Regions from separate parts of the Gossypium hirsutum genome. Here region 1 is linked to region 2. The links are chromatin contacts, called in public Hi-C maps. All regions are on one chromosome and are shown on one strand. The core of a region is the stretch at or near the end of the contact, and the rest is flanking DNA. Distances in the headings are between cores, read along the strand shown. Region 1 holds the start of LOC107922790 (probable arabinose 5-phosphate isomerase). Region 2 holds the start of LOC107923038 (actin-depolymerizing factor).

Region 1 (3,062 bases), core at 410-2,909, 190 kb after region 2:
AACGACGTAGTTTTGTCTTTTTTTATTTAGATTTTTGGATAACTCGAATTGTGTAATTCATATTCGAGTTAAACCAAAACTTAATTTTTTATTCGAGTTGATCCGAACAACTTGATTAACTCAAATAACTAGAACTATTTAATTCAAAATTTAAATTTTTTATCAAAGTTTTCAAATCAAATCAGATTTTACTCACCATAGGAATAGGAAATTAGCAGATACAGTTCAATTTTAACTGCTATATTGCTTTATCCTTTTCCTTAAAGGTGAACTCTATTGACTGCTACAAATGCAACTGTCCGCATGTTGGATGAAACTTAAATTTATGTCTTTTCTCATCTCCTGGCCCAATGCATTGGGCTTTATTCACAGTTCGGCTACTTGTCATTCCGTAACAGCATTAAACAAAAAAACAAACAGCCTATAATATAATTCCACGTAGTATTTAATATCTTTTTTTAAAATTTAATTTAATTCCTCGTGCTTTCTCTCTCTCTCACTCCTGTATGTAATATATGCATATATATATGGGAAAGTGTATGCAATGTAATACATGCACTGTTCAATAAATCTTCACATATGGCAGCAACAGGTAAATGCAAATAAGTTCATGGCACCATAGATTTCTTCTCTGAGTTTTAAAATAATCCATTAACTTCAAGCATTAGTATGGTATGATTTAAGAGCATACCCTCAATGATTACTAAGTTTTACTAACAATTACTAAGCATGTACTGTCAGAATCTACAATCTAGGACCAAAAAACATCAAGGGGGAACTGTTGCTATCTCCTTTGTCCGACGATGGTTTGATTTTCGGTTTCTTTATTGAGCCCGAATCTACTGCTTCTACACTCATTAAAACACACTTCACGCCTCGTCCTACAACACCGAGATGTGTGACCCTAGTAATCCCATTTGTATGAAAAGTGGAAACAGTTGGAGAGTAAAAAACTCCATTACTGTAAATAGTTTCCATTTGCGATGAGCTCCCCCACAAGACGACAGGAGATTCACTCTTCTCACGACCCTTGCCTTGGCAGAAGCCATAAACCATGACCATGAATATTTTGATATATATCAGTAGCCAGAAACTTAAGCTATGGTGTGTGTGTGTGAGAGAGAGAGAGAGAGAGAGAGTGTGTGTGTGTGTGTGTGGGGAGACAGGAGAGAGAGTGTAAAATTAGTTTTTATTTTAATTTAATTAAATTTAATATTAAAAATATTAAATGCCATGTGGCATCTTATTATAGGCTGTTTATTTTTTATGTTTTTGGACTAAAATATACAAAAGGATAATCGTATTAAGACTAAATTTAAATAAAAAAAGGGAATAATTCCAGGTAAATTTATGAATAAAGCTTAAAATTTATAGATTTTGATCTTATAAACTGATATTGAATTTTTTATTAAATTTCATTGTCACATAATTAACTTAATTTTATATATGTTGTGTTGATTTAGGGGACATCAAGTGGATATATTGTGTTATTACTTCACTTAAATTTAAAATTATATATTTCCTCTAAAAAATAAAAAAAATCCATTTAATAATTAATGTATTGAAATTTAAAAAAATTAATAAATACGTATACTCCATGCAGACGTATCCAAAACTAAACTCTTCCTTTATTTACCGCGAAAAATTAACTGCCAAATCTAGACGCGCTCATTTGAACCAAAGAAAAAAAGTAAAACTAAACGCGCTCTCTTTCTTCCTTCGCAAACATTTTATGCAAAAGGAAACAACGGAGAAAAAATATCAAGATCTGAGAGCATCAACAATGGGGTCGCTTCCTCCGTCACTGGACCTCCCATTACCGCCGTTGGGAAAGCCCCCTCACCTCCAACTCCTTTCCGAAACTACCCTTCTCAACCTCTTCAAATCCCAACAAAACCACCTCAATTACTTCTTCCAAAACCTCGACTTTTCCCAAGCATTATCCTTCACCCAAACCCTCCTCAATTCTCGTGGCACCATTTTCTTCTCCGGTGTCGGAAAATCCGGTTTCGTCGCCAGCAAGATCTCCCAAACCCTAGTCTCCCTAGACATCCGCTCCTCTTTCCTCTCCCCTCTCGACGCTCTCCACGGCGACATTGGCGCACTCTCCTCTGCCGACGTTCTCGTCCTCTTTTCTAAATCCGGCTCCACTGAAGAACTCCTTCGTCTCCTTCCCTGTGCCAGAGCCAAGGGGGTTTATCTCATTTCCGTTACCTCCTTTTCTAACAATGCCCTGGCCAACGCTTGCGACATGAATGTGCATCTGCCGTTGGAGAGGGAGTTGTGTCCCTTTGATCTGGCGCCGGTCACTTCCAATGCGATCCAGATGGTATTTGGCGACACCGTGGCTATTGCGCTTATGGGAGCTAGGAACTTGACTAAGGAGCAATACGCGGCCAATCATCCCGCTGGGAGGATTGGGAAAAGCCTTATTTTCAAGGTTTGCTTTTTCTCTTTTTTCCCCTTATTCTTAAATGCTGCCTTTCAGATTAGATTTTTGATAAATTTAATTGCTTCTGATGATGAGTCTTTTTTGTTAGTGGATGTTTAATGATCTTTGATAAAGTTGATCGCTCTCAAATTGTTCGAGATCTGGGCTTTCAAAGACTGTTCTTTTTGTTTGCTAATATTTGGTTCATATAAGAAGCTGCAGAACGATGAAAACTGCAAAAAAAAAAAAAAAGAATAATGTTTGATATATTGCTCGTTGTAGTAATTTTGATGCATTTATTTGAATTTCTATTTTTAGGGATCATGTCATTGTCAAGATAATTGGGATTGATGGACATTTGAAACTGAAATTTGTCCTCTTTTTTAGTTTTTCATTTTCCTTTCATTTTTTTCAGCTTAATTTGTGCTTTAGTTTCTTCATTGCTTAATTTTCAGAGGTAATGTGGAGGCAACATGAAGGACAAGAAAATAATCACTTAAAAAAAATAAAAAAATAAAAAACTTGGATTTGTAGAATGATGGATTGGGGCTTTTGTGTTTGTAGGTAAAAGACGTGATGAAGAAGAAAGATGAGCTTCCAATTTGCAAGGAAGGCGATTTGATAATGGAGC
Region 2 (2,973 bases), core at 468-2,967:
GTTAAACTATGCAACGCTCAGTTAGCACGGTCCTTCAGCACTTCAAGATCCATCTCTGTAGGGTCAGTTGCCTGAATCTCATAGTGGATACCATCCAGTTCCTCTCGAAGCCCGTGTTTTGAAGTGGCGTAGAGCACTTTTGAACGGATTCGAGATGATGAAGGGGACCTGATGACATAACCCAATTGTTAGGCAAGGAGAAGATTTGATAGGCAACTTCTTTAATGTATTCAATGCATGCCAGGGGAGTGCAATTGCTACATGAGAAGTAAGAACAAGAAAACTGATGTCAACATATATGTAACTGGCACCAAAAAGAACCATTTCTAACCCAAAGGCTCGAAGAAATAATAACCTATTTTTGTTCCCAACACTAATCAAGCAAAACATGGGCCAAATACTGGTCTCTTTCAGCTGCATTCCCTCATTAATGCTGCCATGGAAAGCTCAGAGGCAACCCTGACGGCTTGATCCCTCTTATCGTTCCTTTTAATTCCTTTCCAGGTGCTAGGCTACCAAATTCACATAAAACTTCAATTGTGCAAAAATTGAAGAAGCATCAAGGTAATAAAACTATAACAGCACATTCAAGAGACTGTAACCAAAACCAAATCCCAACATATGCAACACCTACTCTCTTCCTTTATGACTACTACCAAATGTGTTCACTACAATATAAAGACAATCAAAGGGAAAGAAAACTAACCATGCAATGAAGAAAATCTTGCTCTTTTGGCAATTGTCAGAAGTAACAAAATCGAAGTCATATACAGCATATCGACAATCATTCTCGGGAAGAGATGCAGTGAAGTCATCATAAGTCTCAGCTGGATCACCAGTTTTCTCAACCACAACTTTTCTTTTCTTCTCATCGATCCTAAATACCAAATAGCGGTAAATTTTCTTCCTTTTCTGTTCCAAAAATGTATCCTTGGCGTGACCGGCAGCGCACATGCCAGATGTGGCATTTGGCTGTCATACAATCATTTGATAGGTAAGTTTTTCATAATCTTCTTCAGATGATGGGGTTGAAAAATGTTTACTAGTTTAGGAGATTAAGTCTTGAACAAGCAATCATGTGGCAAACTTATTAGCCACAAGCACAAGGCTGAAACATGTGTGAAGTAATCCAAAATTTTAAGGAAAACAAACAATATATAGAACATGCAATGGAAGAAATTAAAGTTGAAAGGCATAATATTCACTTTACCCCCCCCCCCAGAATATCTAAGAGAGACTCATAATCCAAGTGGATTGGCTATGTTTACTACCACATCAAATCATTTATAGCACCTAAGACTAATGATTCTTGTGAACAAGAAGTTAAAATGAAACTCATTCAGACGTTAGTTAGTAAAACATACAATTGATCCTAGTTTAGAACAGAAAAAAGCCTAGGAACTAGCAACTCAAACATTTTAGGAAAAAGAAACTAACATGAAAAGATGAACCATGAAACTAAAAGAAAGGAAGAGGAAGAAATACCCGACCCAGTCCTGTAAACGACATGGCAGCTTAGTGAAGTTCAGATTAAAGAAAAAAGAAACCGAGGAATGAGAGAAATGAAGAGCGAGGCAGGGTAACGAGTTGGAAATTGTAAAATATTTGACAAAATGAAAATGACACATGTATCTTCCCAAAAATAAATAGAACAGGACGAGAAGAATAGGAAAATAAAAAAGATGGGCGGTGCGTCGGATAAACGCTTGTATTTCTGTCTCTCATGATAAAATTTTCACTTTGACCTTCACACAAAATATACAAATCTCAGCCGTCCGTGGGGCTCCCTTTGCATCATCCAATCGCTGCGTATCCGGTTTCTTTATTATTTAGTTTCTAATTGTATCAATAACATCTTTTAACGTTAAATATTAATTTGGATATAACGTATAGAAAAACCAAAAAATTAAAAATATATAGATAAATTGTAGATACGTCTACTTACTAACATAAACAAGTTATAACCCTTGTAAATGTTCTTTATATAATCGTTGTAATCTGTCGTTCGAAATGGATTATCCCAATGACAACTTTATAATTGTTGATGAATTTAATTGAAGTAGTGATCTTTGAACCTAAAAAAAAAAAAAAATTATAACCCTTATAATTTTGAAAGTAACTTTTTAAAATTTTAAAGAACAAGTGTTATGGCCCGGGTCTGAAGGATGAGATTGTGCAGATTAAGGTTATATAGAAAGTTGACAAGGATATTTATCTACGATGAATGATAACAAACTCTGATCTTTTATTTAATTCCTAAATCGTTGGTGCTAAAACCCTTTTGAATGATCGTTGGGCCTGTTTCCATTAACTACCCCATTCCTTAGATTCTTCTGTTTATGTTGTGGTGCTCTTAACTGGTCCCATTTGAATTGCTGGCCTACCTTGCAGCCCAATTTTTGACCCATTCTTTTGCTGGCCTTCCTTGACTTCGTCTACAAGGATTTCACTGCTCTATTTCCCTTTTTGTTCTCCTCTCACTTCTACCACCATGACACCAAGCTTCACCAACAGCTTCAAAACATCCAAACGCAAGTAATTTCTGTTGTTAATGTAAAATCAAAAATATTTTTTCAAAATATTTTTTATTGTAAAATATTTTTGGGTTGAGAAAAATCTTTTGATTATTGTAGAATATTTTTTATTGAGGAAAATCATTTACTATTTTTTGAAACTGACATTGTTATTTTACCATTTTGCATCTTCTGAAAACAAAATTCTACTTATTTTTCACAACATAGAAAAACAAGAAAACCCAGTTATCTATTTTCTCTCTCATTCTTACTCTCTAGAAAATTTTAGTGTTTTACTAAATTACATTAGTGCGATATTCTGTCTAAGAGATTGGATTTTAAGGGGGTCATCTGTGAACCCTCCAATCTTTCCTGTGAATTGAATCTAGTGTAGTTTACTTGAGTTTCTTCTAGTTTATTTCCCAAAATTTACGAGAAGAGTAAACCTTTTGAGTTCTAT

Evidence for each region. Hi-C and Micro-C count contacts between places; a contact is called where the count stands out from the background.
Region 1: a Hi-C map of leaf shows a contact between it and region 2, with 1.9 times the contacts expected there. The contact joins the promoter of LOC107922790 here to the promoter of LOC107923038 in region 2. A contact is called at or near these places in 2 of 34 Hi-C or Micro-C datasets (callus and leaf).

What each region holds. Positions count from the first base shown.
Region 1 is chrA11:15,636,827-15,639,888 of Gossypium_hirsutum_v2.1, forward strand. It overlaps LOC107922790 (probable arabinose 5-phosphate isomerase), which reads left to right and starts at 1,660. Exons shown (of 3, transcript XM_016852960.2): 1 at 1,660-2,440; 2 at 2,996-3,062. The coding sequence starts at 1,733.
Region 2 is chrA11:15,447,246-15,450,218 of Gossypium_hirsutum_v2.1, forward strand. It overlaps LOC107923038 (actin-depolymerizing factor), which reads right to left and starts at 1,718. Exons shown (of 3, transcript XM_016853248.2): 1 at 1,486-1,718; 2 at 707-972; 3 at 1-168. The coding sequence starts at 1,509. The coding sequence ends at 18.